Linked DNA regions of Mus musculus: region 2 is linked to region 1. Evidence: chromatin contacts called from public Hi-C data. All regions are on one chromosome and are shown on one strand. Each heading gives the region's core, a stretch centred on a gene start, on an enhancer-like site or on the middle of the called end of the contact. The rest is flanking DNA. Distances are from core to core; before and after follow the strand shown.

Region 1 (3,726 bases), core at 120-2,619:
CTTGGGAGGCAGAGACAGGCAAATCTCAGTGAGTTTGAGGCAGCCTGGTCTACAGAGCTCTAAGACAGCCAGAGCCACACAGAGAAACCCTGTCTCAAGAAATAAAATTTAAAAAAAAATAAGGAGAGAGAGCGAGCATGCACCCAATATTGACCTCTGACCTCCACATGCACACGCACATAGACACTAGCAAGCAAGCTCACGACATATAACAAGAATGCCCAAGTTTGCACCTCAAGAGCTCATTCATACTTTATCATGCTAGCAACCAAGTCATGTATTTATTTTTTACTTCAGTCCATTTTTTTTTAATTTATTGAACACGGAAAAGCAGAGCCCAAAGACCTGAGATGTGACTGCTGACTCCTTGGTCCTCTTGGAGTTTCTGCTATAATTGAGCACAGGAAAAGAAGGACAGAAAGTACACTTAAAAACAGAAAAAGGAAGCTGGGCAGTGGTGGCACACGCCTTTAATCCCAGCACTTGGGAGGCAGAGGCAGGTGGATTTCTGAGTTCGAGGCCAGCCTGGTCTACAGAGTGAGTTCCAGGACAGCCAGGGCTATACAGAGAAACCCTGTCTTGAAAAACAAAACAAAACAAAAAACAAACAAACAAACAAACAAACAAACAGAAAAAGGAATACTTTGCAGGCTGAGTCTAGGAATAAAGTTAGGGCAAAGTCAATAGCGCCACACCACACCACACCACACCACACCACACCACACCACACCACACCACACCACACCACACCACACCACACCAAACTACACATACCACACACCACACAACAACAAAGTAGAATTCTGTCTGAATGGCTCACTTCTGATGTCTCCTTCCAGTGCTTTCTGCTGCCTGCTTTCCTTTGACAGTCACTCTGCTGACCTGGCAACCCAGCATCATTATGTAAAACGTTCTGGGAATCTAACAGCCGGTTCCCAGCATCCTGAGTCTAGCCCCCAAGCATTATTCATAATGTTAATGTCATCACTCTGAGCCAATTGCACTCCCATAATGCCCTTCAAGCAGTGAGGGAAAACAAAAAGCCTAGAGGAACATCTATCCTACAGAACTCAACGGTTGGCATCCTCGTTGCAGTGGCCAGCTAAGTAGCTTCAGTGTTTTGGACTCTCAGAGTTACCTCCTGGTTGGCCCTTTTTGAGGTTTCCCGTGGTATCCTACAGCTCATGATGCTGTTAGGACACTACAGAGATTTGATAAACGAATGTAGTATAGCTGGGGATAGAATTCAGTTGCTTTGTTAGTGTTGTGCTTGGCTAGAATGCAAGAAGCCCTGGATTCTATCCCAGCAAGGCATGAACTGGGTGTGGCGGTACACACCTATAATTCCAGCACATGGGGTGGATGCAGGTGACTCAGGAATTCAGAGTCATCCTTGGCTATAATCATAGTATGTATGCTGGCCTTGTTCATAGAGCCCTAGGTTCAATCCCCAGCATCAAAACCCAGCTGTGATGGCACACACCTGTAATCCCAGAGCTCAAGAGAGGGAGGCAGGAGGACTAAGAGTACACAGGGTCATCTTGGACTACACACCACCTATAACAGGGTCATCTTGGACTACACACCACCTATAAGGCCAGCCTGAGCTACATGAGATCCTGTAAAAGGAAGAAGACGGAAGGAAAAGAGGAATGGGGGAGAGGGAGGGAGGGACAGAAGGAGGGAGGGAAGCAAGGTGGAAGGGAGAGGGAGTGGAAGAAGGGTACTATTAACACAGCTGGCAGAATGCTCTTCTATGGACAATGAAGGAGAGTTTTCTTAGCCCAGATCAGCTTTTGTAGTTGCAAATTCTCTGTCTTCACGTGGTCTTCAGAGGTTGGCTTTCTTTTCCAATCACCAGCCTTAATCCAATCACTTTCCATCAGGAAACTATTCTCTACACTCTAAATACACAACCCACCCCTTAAAATGAATTATATCTCTCCATTTTCCCAGCCTCCCAGGTTTCCAACCCACGTAATATTTTCTAGTATCTGTCAAAGTCAAAGGACTTTCTCACTTCCACCTTGCTTCCCTCCCTCCCTCTGCCCCTCCCTCCCTCTCCCCCATTCCTCTTTTCCTTCCGTCTTCTTCCTTTTACAGGATCTCATGTAGCTCAGGCTGGCCTTATAGGTCGTGTGTACACCATGAGTGGACCTGCTTTTCAGGCCAGAGTGGAATGTACCTGCATTTTGACAAGCTTAGATGGAAGGAAATAACTTAAATCAGGTTTAAAACTATCTTGTCTGTTTGGCTGGTATTTTGGTTTTTAGATGCTTCCAGAAACAATAACTATGATCCATGAGAGTGTCTACTTTGGAAGTTGTTTTTAATCTTCAGCGTTCTCTGTGTAATCTTGAAATGAGAACACTGGGGACTCAGGTAATTGTTCTAACTTCACATCTGGCTTAACTGTTCGATCCTGGGGTTGCAAGATCAGTATGGAACATTCTCTTTGAGACTCTTTTTGGTTTTTGTTGTTGTTGTTTTGTGTTTGTTTGTTTTTATTTTTGAGACAGGGTTTCTCTGTGTATTCCTGGCTGGAACTGGCTTTTTAAAGCAAGCTGGCCTCGAACTGACAGATATCTCCCTGTCTCTGCCTCCTGAGTATTTTGATTAAAGGTGTGTGACACCACCACTAGGCAAGACTCTTAATGATATACTAGAGATGATCTATAATGAGATGGAGCAGGATAAAAGTTTCAAAATTCAAACAACTTGGACTTGTTCTAACTTCACATCTGGGTTTCATGAGACCTTGTCTTAAAACAAACAAACAAACATACAAACAAACAACAACAAAAACAGTGTTTGCCACACAAGCATGAAGCCTTGCGTTCAGAGCCTCAGGACCCACACAGAAACCAGACATGGTGGTAGGTGACTATTATACAGACAGGCAGATCCCTGGAGCTCCCTGGCCAGCCAGTCTCCCTAATCACTAAGTTCCATGTTGAGTGGAGAGACCCTGTGTCAAAAAATAAGTGGAGAGCAATTGAGGGAGACAGCTGAACTTGACTGTTGCCTTCACAAGCAGCCATACATGCCTGTGCTCACACTCATGTTATCACATATGGGGGGGGGGGCAGGGCATCCCAAGGAAAAGAAAGGAAAAACATCTGTCAAGTTTGGGAAGGAGCTGAGTCAGCAGTTGCAAGCAAGCTCCACTGAAGCCTGAAAGCATGTAGCAACCTGAGTTTTTTTCTTTTAAAAAACACACACAGCAACTTTTATCCAAAGATCTCAAAGTATTCTGCAAAAGTATAATTGCCTGACATTCCCTTAGGGGGGTCAACCATCTGGATATTGCCAGTGCCTCCAAGTCAGGGCTCTAACTCTGTCTTACTGATACCAGGCTCTGGGGAATTGTTTTGTCGTGTGGGTCATGGGGACTGTCCTGTGCAATGAGGGCTGTCTGGTTGGATTCCAGACCTCTCCCCACTAACCGCACATTTTAGTTTGAGATAAACAAAAGTATCTCCAAATATGGCCGAAGATCCTCCGAGATCTGGCAGGGACAAAAGGAATCACATTTGACAGTCGTTACTCTCTATTAATATCGGGACATGTAAAGCCATTAATAATTGTATATAACATACCCAGCTTTGTCAAGACTACAAGAAGAAAACTATGGCTCCCATCTGGCTCCATGTCTGAGTTTAACCACTGCTGGTCCCTGCCGTGGTGGGAGCTCCCACTGCTGCTTCCTGCCAGGGTGGGAGCTTC
Region 2 (3,430 bases), core at 70-2,569, 63 kb before region 1:
ATAGCAAATACAATATATAGGCCTCATTGCCTTACTAATGTATATAAGATAAATTAAGGACAAGCTGTTTTTGCATCTGTTCAGCTAACTGAAACTAAGAACTAGGCCTGGGTCACAAGGCAGTTAGGCCTGTGTGTAGCTGGTATGACACTGCCCTTTCAGAAGTAAACGGTACACAGAAGCATTTGCTATGGACTTGAGAGATTGTTACTGCCTTCCCTCATTGCTGCCATGTCTATTGACTGACATTCTTCTGTCTTCCAGTACTCAGAAACAAAGGGCTTACTTCTTAGCCCAAGGAAAGTATTTTCAAGTAGCTGTCAGCAGCAAAAACAAACAAGATAAAAGCAGCTGAAAATGCCATCTCAAAGTGTCAGTCCTCTGTGGGGTAAACAGTAGATGGCGACCTTGGTGACCTAGGGTTCTGTTGCTGTGAAGAGATACCATGGCTACAGCAACTATCCTAAAGGAAAATATTTAATTGGGAATGGCATACAGTTCAGAGGTCTAGTTCATTATCATCCTGGTGGAAAACAGGGCTGCATACAGGTAGACATAGTGCTGGAAAAGGAGCTGGGAGTTCTACATCTGGATCAGCAGGCAGCAGGAAGAGCCCTGTCTTGAGCATGAGACTTCAGAGCCTACCTCTAGTGACATACCTCCAAAGCCACGTCTATTCCAACAAGGCCACACCTAATAGTCCCCCTCCCTATGGTCCAAGGGAGTAGGGGTGGCATTTTCTTTCAAACCACCACACTTGGTCTAGAAAAGCTAATCATTTAAGCATAAATGATTTTTCCAGCATCTCTTATTGCCCATTGTTCTGCTGGGGCGTGAAATCATTTGCACTTAGATTTTTATTTCCTTATTTCCTGCTTTACTACGTAAGAGGACTGTGTGTAGTAGTAATTTTCTAGATGGCAACCATGAGATTGAGTTTGACTTTTCACAGTCGGATCATTATGTATTCCCTTTTCGTCCTGACTGTAGGCTGCCATTTCTAAGGGCTGGTACTGGGTACACCAGAGTCATGCTCTGTTTTCATCATAGAATTTGAATACAAGTAATTGACATGCAACTTGAACTCATTGTTCCATTGGCTTTTAAAGTATTTTAAGACAAGCATGATATTTTGTGCCTGTGATCTCAGCACTTGGGATACTGGGGCAGGAGAATTACTGTGAGTTCCTGGCCAGCTTAGGCTATTGAGATTTTTGCCTCAAAAATTTTAAATCTCTTAACAAGATTCTGGAAGGCATTTGTCCCCATGGCTATTTTGTGGATGCTGTGATAAGTGACTCAGAGGAAGGGTTCCTGTGGCTTACAATCCAAGGGCCTTTTCCATCACTGTATCGAGTCATGGTAACAGGAGCAGCTCTCAGCTGTAATGAGAGTTGTCCATCCCTGAGCAGAGAAGGACAGACAGCCCACATTCAGGGTGAGTCTACTTCTACTTAACCCTCTCTAGAGACAACCTCACGTACATACCCAAAATGACCTCCTTGTTTTTCAATAAAGTCAACCATTAAAATTAGCTCTCCCCTGTAGTGTGATGTTTTAAAGGCTGACTGTATGTTCTCTGTCATGTACAGAATGAGTGAGAGCAAAGACAGCTCAAATGTCAGTAGGGAAGTCCCACATTGTGGTGTTGAGTTGTTTAAATAAAAAAATAGTTTTCTCTTTACTTTTTAAACTTTCTTTTCTTTATGATCTAGGACTTTCCTAAGCCCAGTGAAGAAAAGATTAAGCTGATTCTCAATCAAAGCGCCTGGACTTCTCAATCCAATGCTTTGGCATCTTGCTTGTCTAGACTTTCTGGAAAATCTGAAACTGGAAAAACTGGTCTTATTAACCTGGGAAACACGTGTTACATGAACAGTGTTTTACAAGCATTGTTTATGGCTACAGAGTAAGTTTAAATGTGAACTTTCTGATTTGAAGTAGAAGTGAGTGAGTAGGTGCTGAGGAGATGGGAGGAGGAGAGAATCGTCCCTGCTCCCGTGTAAGCAGCGTAAGTGTTCACAGTGCCATCACTTGCCTCAGTTAAAAATGAAACTGCTCTTAATGCCTAGGAACAGTGAAATGCCAGCGTTTCTGATTCTGACGAATTAGCTTGTACATTGTACTTACAATGCCACTGTTTGATTTGTAATCAGTATGACTTGATGTTTTTGTAATGTAACCAAAGGGATTGGCTGAGCCTACTCCAAAAAGTTTATGTGCCCTACACTACTGATGACTGGTGTGTTTTACCCTGTTTCCTTGCCTCTACTGTCCTACTGTATTTTTTTTTAATTCATATATCATAATTTTTTTTTTGCTTTTAGGAAACCTAAGCTTTGATTCCATGCCAAGATGTTGGTTCCTGAACAGATAGGCATTCCTGTGAATTTTCTTTCAAGCCCCTTTTCTTTTGAATGCAACAAACCTGAAATCAGTCCTTAGCTGAGTGACATCCTTGTGCTGGAGACACATCTGCTAGGGTGCCTGCTGCTAGTGCAGCGCCTGCCTGTGCATGACCCCAGCACCTCATAAAGCCAGGCTTGCTGTTGCGCATCTGTAATCTCAGCACTTGGGATAAAGCAGAAAGACCTTTATGGTGATTCGTGTCTACATGATGTGTGTAAGGCTAGCGAAGACTACATGAGGCTCTGTCGTGTCTCCCCTCCCCCCCCAAAAAAAATTGTCCTTGAAGATACAAAATAATTGTCAACTTTTCCTTAAATCGTGCCAATTGAGCTGACCCAAAGATGGAAGCTGTTAGAACTTAAACACTGTTAGGTGTGGGCTCAGCTTTAGGGTTTTGTTGTTTGTCCCAGGCTATGAAACCCAAGTGCCTGGGCTTCCATTCAGTTTTCTTGTTGCTTAGTTTGTATTTGACAACTTGTTTTAAGACAAAGGGATACTCTTAGACACACGTGGTATTAAATGTAAGACTGAAGAGTCCATAGCTCACCACCAGAGGTCACCTTGCTAGCTATGTCATCTTACGGAAAGTAGTGACCTAAGCACTTGTAACTACAGAGTGTTGTGGCAGCCAGTAATGCTATCTCAAAACAGGGAGATCTCTTAAGAAATACATGAATTATTTTCCTTGGTTTAAAAAAATCAAACTTGTAAAAACCAAGATGCATACATTCTCAAACATATCCGCTATGTGCATTGTTTGAGAACTTTTTTGTATAGTTATCTAATACAAAACAGTTGCATATAATTAATGTATGTGTACACACATCTGGAAGGAGCCCTGTTGAAATTTTTCTTGTCAGTCACTTGACATGGTGTTTATCTTTTTTCTTTAAATGTGTTTGTTAGTGCTGGGTGGAGACACGCATGCATCCTATGACGTGTGTGTAGAAGCTGGAAGAAAACTGTAGTCCGTTCTCTCCTTCCACCTTGCCACGGGTTCCTGACTAGAGCTCGGGTCATC

Evidence for each region. Hi-C and Micro-C count contacts between places; a contact is called where the count stands out from the background.
Region 2: a contact with region 1 is called in a Hi-C map of epidermal suprabasal cells, with 2.8 times the contacts expected there. The contact joins two enhancer-like sites. A contact is called at or near these places in 2 of 39 promoter capture datasets (the C10 cell line and HPC-7-derived erythroid cells), 2 of 15 datasets of contacts at CTCF or cohesin (large pre-B cells and pro-B cells), 6 of 484 Hi-C or Micro-C datasets (the C10 cell line, cerebellum, epidermal suprabasal cells and 3 more) and 3 of 115 datasets of contacts at active chromatin or transcription factors (the HPC-7 cell line, embryonic stem cells and large pre-B cells).

Annotation. Positions count from the first base shown.
Region 1 is chr8:80,928,399-80,932,124 of GRCm38.p6, reverse strand. No RefSeq gene overlaps it. Among named protein-coding and RNA genes, the nearest start is that of Gm31223, 19 kb to the left of the region's middle. Within about 2 kb of position 1,369, at least 5 of the 459 cell types and tissues checked have an H3K27ac peak or open chromatin away from gene starts, as enhancers often do. A contact at or near this core is called in epidermal suprabasal cells, where this site is marked.
Region 2 is chr8:80,991,675-80,995,104 of GRCm38.p6, reverse strand. Usp38 (ubiquitin specific peptidase 38) reads left to right here. Exons shown (of 10, transcript NM_027554.2): 6 at 1,716-1,909. Among named protein-coding and RNA genes, the nearest start is that of Usp38, 22 kb to the left of the region's middle. Within about 2 kb of position 1,319, at least 15 of the 459 cell types and tissues checked have an H3K27ac peak or open chromatin away from gene starts, as enhancers often do. A contact at or near this core is called in epidermal suprabasal cells, where this site is marked.